4 separate regions of the Mus musculus genome follow, and all the other regions are linked to region 4. A link is a contact called in public Hi-C, HiCAR-type and HiChIP or PLAC-seq data. All regions are on one chromosome and are shown on one strand. The core of a region is the stretch at or near the end of the contact, and the rest is flanking DNA. Distances in the headings are between cores, read along the strand shown.

Region 1 (3,489 bases), core at 109-2,608, 790 kb before region 4:
TCTTCTCACTATGGGAGTAGTAGGATTACAGATAACACACCACCATACCTACCATTTTATGAGAGTTCATGGATCCAGTCCTGCGACCCCTTAATAAAGTTCCTTATGTAGTGGTGACCCCCAACCATAGAATTATTTTTTGTTTTTGTTTTTCGAGACAACAGCTGTGTAGCCCTAGCTGTCCTGGAACTCACTCTGTAGACCAGGCTGGCCTCGAACTCAGAAATCCGCCAAGTGCTGGGATTAAAGGCGTGCGCCACCACCGCCCGGCTAGAATTATTTTTAAACTGTAATTTTTCTATTATAAATCGTAGTGTAAATATCTGTGTTTTTCAGTAGTCTTAGGCGACTCTGGTGAAAGAGTGGAGTGAAGTCTCTGAATTCAGCTGCTTAGTGAAGGTACTGGACAGGATAAAGTGCCTCTGGTCAGCAGGAAACGCATCCTACTGTTCTGGTTCATGTTGGGGTTATTTCATGATAGTTTAGCAGAATTCCTGTTGTCTTGGACCTGGGAAGGGAGAGAAGGCTTAACTAATCTTTTCTACAGGGGGCGCGCGCATCTGTGATTCAGCAACCGAAAATAAAGATTTAGTTACCAGCCTGATTTCTCTTACAAACCAAATGTAAGGTTTAGGGGAAATGATACAATGTAGGCACGGTCGAGAGAGAGGAGAGAGGAGGAGAGAGGAGACAGAGAGACAGAGACAGAGAGAGAGAGAGAGAGAGAGAGAGAGAGAGAGAGAGAGAGAGAGAGAAAGAGAGAGATGCAAACTAATAAAATAGGAGCATTCCCTAATCTCGGTTCCTGAAGTAACTCCACAGTCAGATTCGGGTATGCTTCGTCACCCCCAAGGCACATTCAAAGTTTCTGTGGGCAGTCTTAAGTCCAGTTCAGTAGTGGAGATGTGCATGCAGGAGCTCTGGACTCAAGCTCTTGGGAAATGATTGCAGGATCACTTTATGACACACTAAAACTGGCTGCGCTTAGGGGCGAGGAAAGTGGAAAGGGGTTTCCTAATTGTCTGCGTATGTTTTCAGACAACTGTGGCAAGTGTTCGGCCAAGAGGCTCGGAGACCGGGGAACCGCACTAAGTTTAGCTCCAGAGAACTGATAGCACATAACCGGATGAACGACCTAGGAAATCCCGCCCTCACCCCGTCCCGTCCCCGCCCCGCCCCTCCCCCGCGTTCCTTCGGGGCGACTTTGTCAGTCAGTACCCTAAACTGTCCCACATGAGGTCACTTTGCCTAGTCACGTGCCCGGCCCCGTCGGAGCGCCACATCGCCAGCCGCACCCCTCCACCCCCCGGCCACGTGACCCGGCCTAGTTTCTACAGGCTGGGACCCAGCGCTCCGGGGAAGCCCCGCCCCGTGCCAGCGCTCCGCCCGCCGAGCTCCGCTCTTCGCCCTCCGGGACTGGCGCGTGGCACCGCACTCCACGTGTTTCCCCCTGCCCAATGAAAGCGGGCGCCCGGGCGTGAAGGGGCGGGAGGAAGAAGACGACTTGGTGGCGTCGCGCGAAGGGGGCGGGGCCTGCAACGTCGGCCCGAACGAGGGGGACGCAACGGAGGCAGGTTGGAGCCGCTGCCGTCGCCATGACCCGTGAGTGCTGGGACCTTTTCCTCTCTCCCTTTTCTTTCTGCTCTCGCTCCCCGCGCGCCCGGGTGCCGGCGTGTGCGTCCCCTCGGCTTCCCCGGCGGGCGGAAGGGTCTTTAGGGAGCGCTCTCCAGCTGCCTCCCGCCCAGCCGGAAGCGCAGCCCTCTGCACGCCGCCACTTGCGGAGACCCCTGTGTTGGGCGCGGGCCGCCGCCGGCTTTCCGCGCTGGGGAAGCCGGGTTCCCTGAGTGGTGGGCCCCGGCGCGTGCCCGTGAGGCCCCGGCGCGTCCCACACACCGCAGCAGCTGTCTGGGCCCCCGCGCCGCCTCAAACTTGACGCGCGCCGCCAGCAGTCTCGACCGCACCGTCCTCCCGCACCCCCAAGTTAACCTACCCCGGGCAGCCGAAGCCCCGCGATGGGGTCGGCGCTGCGGCGGGGGTTGGGGGGACGGTCGGGGTCCCAGTTGCGGGGAGGAGGGGCGCTGGTGTGTACGTGGAGCGGCTCCGGCGTCTCACTTTGTACCTTCTCTTCTTCTTAGGCGGTAACCAGCGAGAGCTCGCCCGCCAGAAGAACATGAAGAAGCAGAGCGACTCGGTTAAGGGAAAGCGCCGAGATGATGGGCTTTCTGCTGCCGCCCGCAAGCAGAGGTAGCCCCAGGGAGGGAAAAGGAAGGGTCGGGCCGGGACTGGACGGGGAGACCTGGGTTAGAGAAAGGGGTGTACCAGGAGAGAGAGCTATTGCAGGGTCCAAGTCTAGGTTAGATGTGAGGGGCAGAGTGCATTGCTTCCTCTAGGGTTTTATTTCCTCCCCACTCTAAATTGTTAGGTCACAGCCATACAGGAAGGGACTGGGGCGGGTCCCTGTCCGCAGGCTGATTTCTGCGGGCCTTAGTTCTGACCTTAAGGGCAAGGGCAGGGGCTTCACATATCAAGTGTAGTTGTTTTGACAGCCCAGTACTTTTGACCCTCCTTGCTGCTTGTCTCTCCTCCCTCTTCCCGACTTTCTCACTAGTGTTGTTGGGGTGTGGTACTTAGTACAGAATAGAGAGCCTTGGGCCTGAGCGGCCAGACTTCTGACCCCTTGGGCAACAGCCATATGGAGACTGATTGATTGCCTTTTGACCCTTAGCTCTGTTCCTCTTGTTCTCCTAGGGTGGGAATATAGCAGCCATATGCTGAACTTTGTCCCATCCACTTCCATCTTATCCTCTGTACCCTTCATCCCCTGCATCTTGTCCTTTTTGCCCTCTGGTACCTCCCAGTGCCCCATCATCTCTACCCCCAGGGACTCGGAGATCATGCAGCAGAAGCAGAAAAAGGCAAACGAGAAGAAGGAGGAACCCAAGTAGCCTTGTGGCTTCGTGTCCAACCCTCTTGCCCTCCGCCTGTGTGCCTGGAGCCAGTCCCACCATGCTCGAGTTTCTTCCTGTAGTGCTCACAGGTCCCAGCACCGATGGCATTCCCTTTGCCCTGAGTCTGCAGCGGGTTCCTTTTGTGCTTCCTTCCCCTCAGGTAGCCTCTCTCCCTCTGGGCCACTCCTGGGGGTGAGGGGGTTACCCCTTCCCAGTGTTTTTTATTCCTGTGGGGCACACCCCAAAGTATTAAAAGTAGCTTTGTAATTCCTTGAGCGCCTGGTTTGACTGGGGATTGGGGGCATGGGGATGGAGGAGTGACTGCCCTTCCCCACTAAAAGGGGGGAGTTTTGTTAGGCACCTAAGAGATTATGGATTTGTAGACTTCATAAGGAAAACATCACAGAAGAAGCCTTTATTTTAACTATTGCAACCGGAAAAGCACTCCAGTTATATGGCAGAGGAGTCCTCTAAGAACTATAGAGACTTCTTTTCTGTGATTTTTATCCCCCACACCGACCTTGGACACCATCCCCAGGAT
Region 2 (3,427 bases), core at 636-3,135, 550 kb after region 4:
AAGACAGCTCATCATTTTGTTTTGTTGGTCTTGGAATTATTCTTGGTTGGTAACAATCTTCCAGAGTTATGGTAGTAGAAGACAGAAGAGTTGGGGATTAACCCTCTGCTGACTTCCCTATGCAGTGCTCTAAGGGTCAGGAAGGAATGATTGTGAATCTAGCTGAAATAACTTCAACTAAAATGCTTTGGATATGGCTCATATGGAAACAAGATCCCTTACTATTTTGTTTCTCAGAGGCACTTCTACCAGCCAATCTGGACACTAGTGGGCGCGGGTGCCAAAGAGTTGTCCTTGTCAGTCCGTTCCACACTGAGTGTGATTCCATCCGGAGTGCAGTGGATTCAAGATAGAGTGGCGGAACTTAACCCAGACGAGAACTGTATCCGCACAGACAGTGGCAAGGAGGTAACCATTGGGGCTGCTGGGCTTTCTTGTTATCTGGGGGCGGCATCGCCATTTCCAAGCTGCACACCCTCAGAATGGAAGCTGGCACAGATGCCCATGTTTGTGTTTACAGCTGTGTGTTAAAAGCTGCATGACACGGCAGTGTATAGTATATGGAATAGGTGGAAGGATTAAGTGGTTTTGAACATTCACTGTGTGATACGGTGGACCTCATTGATTAGTACAGCATCTCCAGACTGAATTTTTGTTGAACAAATGTTATTTCTATGTATTGAAATAGCAGCTGCGTTTTCCCTTTCCTTTGAAGTAAGCTAGCATTTCTAACTGATATCTGGCTTTCCATAGGAGGCGAGTTTTGGGAAATATCTACTCAAGTCACAGTCCAGGCAACCTTCCAGACAATTAGGAGAGTCATGTGACTAAGGTTTGTCCCAGCACTAAGGGAACCAATGCTGCCAGAGGAGAGGTTCAGAAGTGCTTAGCACTAGTTAGAGGTAACCTTCTACATGAGACCCACAAGGTTTTTGACGGATCCACTGAAGTACAATGGTGAGACCACAGGCTCAGTATCAAGCTGCAATTTCATGTTTTCTATCTGCTGCTGAGCCCAGAACTGCAGCTGCCAATCAGTTCGTCAGGGAACTCACCCTTGCCACAGGCCCCTCCTCAGTGAGCTTGTTGTACAAAAGCCAGACCTTCCCTTACATCACAGGTCACCCCCAGAGGATGAAGGTTCCATTTTCTTCTTGCAGTCCTAGAACTAGCAAGGACCTCAGCAATGCTTGCTGGATGAGTGAATCTACAAACACTTTTAGCTGCTTGTGGAAAAATAGAGTTTTATGCAAGTAGACAGATAATAAAATCAGTCCTGATCTGTACTCTGTGCCATCCAGACAGTCGATACCTTGAATGTCTTGGTTCTGTAGGGAAGCCAACCATTAGAGGGCCTGGGATCTGTGGTGATGTCCTAAAGGGGAAACACAGGCATTCTGTAAAGGAATGATACTTTGCTCCACACATACTGTCTTAGTCAGGGTTTCTATTCCTGCACAAACATCATGACCAAGAAGCAGTTGGGGAGGAAAGGGTTTATTTGGCTTACACTTCCCTACTGCTGTTCATCACCAAAGGAAGTCAGGATTGGAACTCAAGCAGGTCAGGGATCAGGAGCTGATGCAGAGGTCATGGAGGGATGTTCTTTACTGGCTTGCCTCACCTGGCTTGCTCAGCCTGCTCTCTTATAGAACCCAAGACTGCCGGCCCAGAGATGGTCCCACTCACAAGGGGCCTTTCCCCCTTGATCACTAATTGAGAAAATGCCTTACAGCTGGATCTCATGGAGGCATTTCCTCAACTGAAGCTCCTTTCTCTGTGATAACTCCAGCTGTGTCAAGTTGACACAAAACTAGCCAGTACACATACCTTGGTGGTTTTATCAAAGTGTAATATCGATTATTTGTAAGGACTGGGCACCGACAAGCTTATGGGAGGGAGGTTAATGAAAGAATGAAGCCCTGCTAGAAAGAACACAACAACAACATCAACAAAGCAAAGCAAAACAAAACAACCCCTGGCCTGATCCCCCCAAAACCCCAAAAGGTTCAAGCCTTTTGAACAAAGTTCTAAGTCTGCTGACCCAAACCCGAAGGAATAGCAAAGCTTGTAGACTTGCCTTTTGAGCAATTCCAGAGAACGACAGAGACCTTGCCAGAAGGCTTAATATGGACAAAGATTCCCATTTCGTAAACGAGGTCGGGGTGGGGACAGGGAGAGAGATCCTGATGCTAAGAGCCTAGTAAATCAGCAGCCAAACCCTTGCAACACTCCAGGCTCACCAACTAAATAACTGTCACATAGCAATTTAGAAAGAGAAGCGTGCCAACAAAAGGTTCAAAGATGACAAACCCACCCTCAGCCAGCTACTAAGCTGTGCTGGCTCATACTGAACACGCAGGCCACATTTCCCCTTTTAATGTTCTTTAGAAAACAGTAACAACACTTCCTGAGCTTGCACCTGCAAAAGACAGCTCTAAGTGCTTTACAGGTTTCCGCTCATTGAGTGCTCAAAGCAGCTCACCAAGGCAGGTACCGTTCCCATTTCACAAATGAAGAAACCGAGACGTGCCTTCCTTACAAGTATTTACTACCCACCTTCTATGTCCTAGATGCTAGTCTGAAGACTGAACTTAACAACGAGAGAGTTTATCTCCTCCAGGAACGCAGTCTGATGGGAAAGATAAGGGTTTTAGGTAATAACACCAGAAATTATTAAGTCACAGCATGACAAGAACCAGTCAGGCTTGTTAGGTCGAGGAAGGTTTGCCTAAAGGAGTTCTTTCTTAGTTAAAGAATTAGTAGGCATTAATTAGGGTTAGAGGTAGGAGCTACATGCAAATGCCTTGGGGGCAGTGAGGGAGTATTGGAGGAAATGAGCCAGTGTGGCTAGAATACGGGGGTAGGAAGGAAAACACTGGAGTTCAGAGAAGAAATAAGGCTTGTGGTCTAGAACACAGACTCCCAAGGCAAGGGCGTCAGAGAGACAGTCTAGGTCATAGCAGTGCCCACAAGTCCACTTTTATTCTGGTGTCTGTGACAGGAGACACGATACTAAGAATAGAAGGATTTGGTAAATTGAATCCTGTTTGCTAAAGAACACTGATTAATTTATGCAGTCTGAAGAAGGCTCTCGAGGGACCTGCTACAAAATTAAAACTTGAACTTAAAGGCTCCCATCTGTGGTGAAAATTGCTAAGTGGGTGACAAGAATCATAATTCCAAAAGACTCAGAGTGGGAGGATGGATTAAAACCCACCAGATATCTCCGGAGAGATGTTATGTACCGATTTCTGATGCCATCAGCCTGGGCAGTGCTATGCTCAGTGAGGTCCTAGAAGAACCCTACCAGATTCCCCAACTTCTTCCTTAACTTCACAACAACGCTCTAAAGTTTCCCCAAGTTTCTGAGCCTTAGAACTCACAAATGATACATGGTCAGACATCTACTGGGGCTCTCATTCTT
Region 3 (3,264 bases), core at 227-2,726, 530 kb after region 4:
AGATGCCTGCCTGGTTCTAAGCCCGATGGTCTGGGATCCATCTGTTGGAGGACAGAATTGACTTTGGGAAGTTGACCTCTAACTTCCACCTGTGCCTCATGACACACATGTACACGTGCACACATGCACACTAAATAAGTAAATAAAATATTATAGAAAGAAAAAGGGGAATGCCAATGGAGTAACTTCTCAGTCTTAATGTCTGATGGGCAAGACACTGATGGAAAGAAGGGACTTCAGTGGGGTAATAGAACGATACATAGATGCCCCAGCGTGTGGGAACTATTCAGGACACGGCTTCCAACTCGATTCTCCAGCCATAGACCTCCAAACACCCTGCAAACAGACTGCCCTTGATTCATTCACAGGAACCAGGACTTCTTAATGAGGATGGAGAGGAAGGAGAGATGAAGAATAGTACGAATTGCTTTGGAAATATGTGTGTAGAGTTTTGCTTTTGTCAAAACTTTGGGCTACAATTGTTGGCACTTAGAGGGTGGAAATCAGGGTTATGTTCAGTACTATACAACAATTAACTGTCCTGAGGCCTGAACATTTTTTTCTGGTGCCCCGCCCCTTGCCTCAACTCTCAAGTATGTGAAACATTTTATTGATAAAATAAATTCAGTTTTAGTTTAGAGTATGGCAGACATTAAGGATTATTTTTACATAGTCTTAATACGCTGTTTCCAGCAATAGCTTTATCAGTAAATACAGATCACATTTGGTTTTGTTTCCAAGTTCTTTACCAGACTTACCTGTTGCTGCACAAAGTCACGGAAAATTACTAGGGAGGCAGTGTTGCAGGTGCAGGTGCCAGCAAGTGCCACCAGGCTTACCATCAAACCCGTAGTCCCTGTTTGCGACCAAGCAATTTTTCTATAGATCCTTCAGAGTGAAGACAGTTTGAAAGAAGTGACTCAAAAACTATTAAAATGCATATAATCAAACAAGTGCGAAAGAAACTTAGTTATGCTTAAAAAAAAAGTTGGTGGCATTTGCGTGTTCTTTGAGGTTTTTTTTTTTTTTTTTTTTTTTTAAGTTGAGGCCTTAGCAACTTTTAGGAACTGTATTTGTTTTAACACATGAAGCCGCGGTCTCTGGCTTGTGCCTTCAAACAGTCAGTCCTTAGAAGGGGCAGAACAGTGACTTGTCAGGCACCAAAAGAACAACTCCTAGGAGCCAGCAGGTTCCAGGGGAAGGTGCCGCGCGGTTCTGAGTAGAGGTGGCCTTGTCTGCACCCCAGGCGTAAGAAAAGCGTCTAGGCTGCGTGGGGACAGTCGCAGGACATGGGGAGCAAGGATCACCCATACCACCCATGCCTCCGGTGTCCGTGCCTGCTCCAAGGTGCGCATTCCCCTCCGGGTTTGTTGTTGGGTAGCGCCCTGGCGGCCTTTCCTCCTCCGGAGGTTGGGGGTGTGGGGGTGGTGGCTGTCCCCGCCCCTGGCCTTTGCCTCCCCGCCCCGGCGGCCAGGCGGGGCTATGCGAGGCCAGCGCTCCAGCGCCACAGTAGTTTCTGCTGCGCCAGCGCTGGGGCCCACGGTGTCGCTCAGCCCGGTAAGACGCACCCCACGACGCTGTTACCCTCCTATAGCCGCTCGCTGTCGCCCACCTCGGTTCTGTCTCCGCGCTCCCGGCCGCCCTTCTTCTTTTCCAACCCCTGACAGACTCCCCTTTGGTCTGGGACTCGGTGGACTTCAATGCTTTCTCCTTAGTGGCCCAGCCTCAGCGATGCAGAGAGGATGGCCCTGGCACCCTCTCCACCCACACAGCTTGGACGTGTGGTCTCGGTGCGTGGGAATTTCAGAAACGTTAGTTCCACTTGTTGTCTGTCACTCAGCACCTTGCCCTGCCTGCCGGGTGGGTTGAGACTGGCATTGATCTGGGGAGGTACCCAGGGCGCTGGGGGTGGGAGGTGGTCAGCGGAGAAGCACAGGCCAGGCTGATTGGCAATTAGTACAAGGGAGAAAAGGCTCTTTGGTGAAACTTTTCACCTTACTTTTACTTACTTCTCCGAGAGCCACCCCAGCTTCTAGGGCTCACAGACTGAAGCTGAGTCAGAGAGTTTGCACAGGCTGTAAACCTCTCCTCTGTAAACACAGCTTTCTGATCCTTTTTTTTTTTTTTTAAAACCTGCAGCTACCTCTGACAGTTCTGAGTTTGGGGGAAAACTAAGGACTCTTTCTTAGAAGATTTCCCTTTTTGCTTTAAACTTTATTATTTTATTTCATGTGTATAGTTAGTTCGTTTGCATGTATGCCTAATGCCCTGGAACTGGGGTTATAAGCTTTCATCTGGGTGCTGGGAACTGAACTCAATTCCTCTGGAAGTAAGCCCTCCGTAAGAGCTCTTAACCACTGAGCCATCTATCTCTCAAGAGACTTTTAAAAACATAAAATTTAAGGCAGGCTATGATGAAAGAAAACAGCCACTAAAGTATTTAAAAGAATGCCATATAAATTTAAAAAGCAAATAACTATTATAATTTTGAATAGCTCAGAATATAGAATTCAAGATATAGGCACTACCTGTAAACACATTTCTAAAACATCATAAATACTGCTAATATTGCTGTGGCCAGCTGCCTACACAGTCCTTGAAGAGAATGTTAAATTTCAAGTAGACATCAGTGGAAGGTGAAGATTTTTTTTTTCTTTCATTCAGATGAATGGACCTCAATTTAGATAGATACCCTGTTAGCAGAAAGGGTGTTGATTACTTGTTAGGCAACTTAGCTTCTTGGGTTTAACACTTTCTTGAACTACCACTATGTCCTCTATCCCCAGCTTCTTTGGGCATCTGCTTTTCCTAAGGAAGAGAATGAGAAAAGCCCGGCACTCCTCCCCCAAGCCTAATGCCTTCTCACAGGTGAAAAGCATCCCTACTGAACTTGATGCAGAGGGATGCGGTAGGTAAAACGCCCCCCCCCCCCAACCTTGTCTGATACTGGCCTTTACATCCCTAAATCTGGTACATAAAAGGTCTGCTGGATGACATGGAGGTGGTTGCTTGTGAAGGCATCTAGGAGACAGCTGGAAGCTTGGGAAATGGCTGTTTAAAACTAATTGCTTCTTTTGAATCCATCAGAGCAAATCCATAAATCCAACTTGGGGATGTGAATACTGGGGAGGGCCCTTGGGTCTGTTGTGGGTCTGGTGCCTCGCCATAGAAGACAAACTGTCTTGATAGGAAAGTAGGATTCCAGAGGTTTCTTTTGCCCATGCGTAGGCTTGTTAATAAGATGTGTTGTAATGTAGGAAATGT
Region 4 (3,337 bases), core at 160-2,659:
TCCTGGGGCCGGAGGAATGACTCAGTAGTTAAGAGCACTTGTTGCTCTTGCAGAAAACCCGGGTTTAATTCCCAGCAGCCAAAGGGCAGCTCACAACCATCTGTAACTCCAGGTCCAGAAGATCCAGTTCGGTCTTATATCCTCCAGAGACACCATTCACCCAGTCGTGCACACACATACATTCAGGCAGACCACTTATTTATTTATTTATTTATTTATTTATTTATTTATTTATTTATTTATTTTGGTTTTTCGAGACAGGGTATCTCTGTGTAGCCCTGGCTGCCCTGAACTCACTCTGTAGACAAAAACAAAGACAATTTTTTTTGTTTTTTGAGACCGGGTTTCCTCTGTGTAGCCCTGGCTGTCCTGGAACTCACTTTGTATAGTGACTGGCCTCGAACTCAGAAATCCACCTGCTTCTGCCTCCAGAGTGCTGGGATTAAAGGCGTGCGCCACCACGCCCGGCTTCCACTCCCCCTTTCTTATTTGGTATCCGTCTCCATTAAGCTCTCCTCGCGTGCCAAACATCTCATTGCCTTCTTGTGAATAAATAAAACAGCCTCGGCGGGTTTTCTAGTGCACCAGGAGTTGCTGCTAAAGAATGTAAGACTCCGTTCCATCCTCACAGGGAGACATCAAGAGCTGAGAGCTCTGGTGATAATTCTCGGAAGACTAGTAGTAGGTATGATGCTGGAAAGAGCTCTGAGTTCAAGGCCAGCCTGGTCTAAAGAGCAAATTCCAGGCCAGCCAAGGCTACACAGAAGAAGGGAAAGGAAGGGAATGGATAGCTAAGGAAAGGGGCAGCAAGCTCCATCTCTAAAGTAAAAACCTGTTTGTCCTGACTGGGGAGCACTAAAGGCGGGATCTGGGCAGAAATCCGGCTGCCAATGGAAAGCGAGAAAGCCTTTAAAGAGAAAGGCTTGCAAATTCTGCCCTACAGCATCTTGATGCAGATGCATCAGGACCACGTGACACATACATTCCTTCTTTCACTCCTGCGAGTGTCAGGCCCTTTGTCGGTTGCTGGAAAGACAGCGGTTTTTTGTTTTGTTTTTGTTTTTTTTTTTTTTTTCAGAGCGCTCGCGGCGTCCTGCCTGCAGCAGCGCACTGTTCCCGTTAGTAACACAAAACACCCGCGCTCCACCTCAGACTTAAACTTGCTGTTCGAGGGGTGCTAGCCGGGTCTTCTGCAGCCACAAATCCCCCACGGCCTCCGTAGGCTGCTTTCTCTCTTTACTCTGGCTTGCTAAGTCTGAGTGAAGTCTCGTCCCCCGCCTCCCCCCTCCCACCTCGCGCGACCCCGCCTCCTGGCTGTCAAGTGCGCAGGCCCCGCCCCGGGCCCGCGCTTCGCCTTCTCTAGGCTCCGCCCCAGCCCCTTACTCCAGACCCTTGGCGGTTGGACGAGCAGAACCACCAGCTCCCCGCCGGGTCCAGCGGACACCTCGAAGCAAGAGAGCAACATGGCAGCTCCAGCTAAGGGCGAGAACCTGTCCCTGGTGGTGCACGGACCTGGAGACATCCGCCTGGTAAAAAGGGGAAGGAGTGTGGGAACTCAGGCAGTCACCCACCCAGCTCCGGTTTGCCCCTCTGGCAGGCTCAGCAGTGGTACCCACTCCCAAGTTCTGTTGCTCATAGAGCTGGCAGATAGCCCGTGCCAAGCACCCCTGACTGCCTGGGTTTACCCAGATCTCAGCTGGTTACCGGGAGGTGGGGGTGGGGTAATTGTTATCTATCTCTAGAGAGAGTTCTGGTCGCGTGCTCCCAGAGCCTAGACCGGGCGCCAGGCACGTGACCTGTGCCCAGGACCGTTGAAAACTAATCAAGCCTTCGACTCTAATAGCTGCAAACTCACACTGTTGTTATTGCTCTTCAGAAGGGTCAGAGGGAGACTTCCAGGATTAGGATCTACCCAGATCTTCTCTTGTAGACAGTGGAGGACAGAAAAAGGTGGCATGGTGGCATTTAAAAGCAGTGAAGTTTCTATTTAATCCTTTTTGTTTGGAACTGATAATATCCCATAGCAGAATTATTATCATGAGAGGGCCTAGCATTCAGTAAGTGTTAATAATGCATTTTAACTGGGGATATAGCCTGGTGCTTATCTCCTTTAGTCCACATCTGGATCACTACCTTGGAGCATTCATTCTGTTTACCTCTGCCTCTGGCTTTAAACTTAGTTCTGCCCCCTGAACCAAAGTTCAGACATTTGCCGAGTCATCTTTGTGGTCATGCCAAAGTTCCCTTGACAAAGTCCATCTCAGCGGGCATGCAGTTTGGAGATTGGATACCAGCCATCTCTCCTGCACCCTAGAGTCTGTCTCCTTCCCATTCAAAGAACATGTACCAGGAGAGACTCATTCAGATGAAGAGTTCTTGTCTGTTTAATAGCCTGTCCTCAGTGGTTTATCTGTGGTTGCAGACTAAGCATTTTCTGAGTTCCTTAACTCTTCCACCTGTAGACTTCTGTGGATTCCAAACCAAGAATCGTTGTGGTTCCCAAGATGGTAGCCTTGGTTAGTTAACAGCCAAGACAAGAACTCAGTCAGATTCAAATTCAATTTCTAGTGCTCTCTCCAATCACATTTGAACATCTACTCAACATCCTGCATTAAAATTAAAGAGACACAGTGATTTGTGATTCTCATTCTCTCTCTCTCTCTCCCCCCCCCCCCCCCGACAGGGTTTCTCTGTGTAGTTCTGGCTGTCCTGGAACTCACTTTGTAGACCAGGCTGGCCTTGAACTCAGAAATCCATCTGCCTCTGCCTCCCGAGTGCTGGGATTAAAGGCGTGTGCCACCACTGCAATGCCACACAGCCACAGTTTGGTCTTTCCATGGAGGATGGGTTGGGCAACTGAGGCTTAGCTTCCATTTGAGTGGACTAGGGGCAGGGTCTGCTGATAAAAACCCTTGCCTCCTGAGCTCACATTCTTTGGAATTCTTTGGAGAAACACCCATTCCTAATATCTAAAGCAGGATTCCAACAGGGCTTGAAGGGAAAGAGAGCTTAGGCTTTCCCAGAGATGCTTTCCCAGCCACCAGTAAGTCCAGAAACTGGCCTATGTCCAGGGCATAGCTCTAGAAAAACAGGAGTTGAGCCACTTTGCTGAGACAAGCAGGAAGGAAACCTAAGACCCAGCCTGGCCTCTGGCTGCCTGGGAGACTGGATTCCCTTTTCCCTACTACAGTAATTGAAGTTTTCTCACACTTAGTGTCAACACAGAGTGTGTAATTTGGGTGATAAATGAGAGAGGGGATGTGTTGCTATGTAGCAGCTTACACAGGTACATATTAGGAAGGACTGGCAAGTGAGCAGACAAATGCTAGAAGACTGG

Evidence for each region. A called contact is a pair of places that touch in the nucleus more often than the background predicts. HiCAR-type assays count read pairs that join an accessible place to other places. HiChIP or PLAC-seq counts read pairs in DNA pulled down with a chosen protein or histone mark.
Region 1: an HNF4G HiChIP or PLAC-seq map of pancreatic cancer cells shows a contact between it and region 4. The contact joins the promoter of Serf2 here to the promoter of Sord in region 4. A contact is called at or near these places in 2 of 115 datasets of contacts at active chromatin or transcription factors (embryonic stem cells and pancreatic cancer cells).
Region 2: a contact with region 4 is called in a Hi-C map of liver, with 2.2 times the contacts expected there. The contact joins the enhancer-like site here to the promoter of Sord in region 4. A contact is called at or near these places in 4 of 39 promoter capture datasets (the 3T3-L1 cell line, hippocampal neurons, liver and 1 more) and 1 of 484 Hi-C or Micro-C datasets (liver).
Region 3: a HiCAR-type map of kidney shows a contact between it and region 4, with 3 times the contacts expected there. The contact joins the promoter of Sqor here to the promoter of Sord in region 4. A contact is called at or near these places in 8 of 39 promoter capture datasets (the 3T3-L1 cell line, 3T3-L1-derived adipocytes, frontonasal cranial neural crest and 5 more), 1 of 15 datasets of contacts at CTCF or cohesin (large pre-B cells), 3 of 484 Hi-C or Micro-C datasets (embryonic stem cells, palatal mesenchyme and uterus), 4 of 115 datasets of contacts at active chromatin or transcription factors (embryonic stem cells, kidney, large pre-B cells and 1 more) and 2 of 9 other capture datasets (adipose tissue and liver).

Annotation. Positions count from the first base shown.
Region 1 is chr2:121,447,840-121,451,328 of GRCm38.p6, forward strand. Serf2 (small EDRK-rich factor 2) reads left to right here and starts at 1,359. Exons shown (of 3, transcript NM_011354.3): 1 at 1,359-1,602; 2 at 2,136-2,244; 3 at 2,882-3,489. The coding sequence starts at 1,596. The coding sequence ends at 2,945. It overlaps Serinc4 (serine incorporator 4), which reads right to left. Exons shown (of 12, transcript NM_001025371.2): 12 at 3,338-3,489.
Region 2 is chr2:122,787,221-122,790,647 of GRCm38.p6, forward strand. Sqor (sulfide quinone oxidoreductase) reads left to right here. Exons shown (of 10, transcript NM_001162503.1): 3 at 238-408. Among named protein-coding and RNA genes, the nearest start is that of Sqor, 24 kb to the left of the region's middle. Within about 2 kb of position 1,886, at least 27 of the 459 cell types and tissues checked have an H3K27ac peak or open chromatin away from gene starts, as enhancers often do. A contact at or near this core is called in liver, where this site is marked.
Region 3 is chr2:122,763,883-122,767,146 of GRCm38.p6, forward strand. It overlaps Sqor (sulfide quinone oxidoreductase), which reads left to right and starts at 1,477. Exons shown (of 10, transcript NM_001162503.1): 1 at 1,477-1,557.
Region 4 is chr2:122,233,430-122,236,766 of GRCm38.p6, forward strand. Sord (sorbitol dehydrogenase) reads left to right here and starts at 1,410. Exons shown (of 9, transcript NM_146126.4): 1 at 1,410-1,529. The coding sequence starts at 1,464.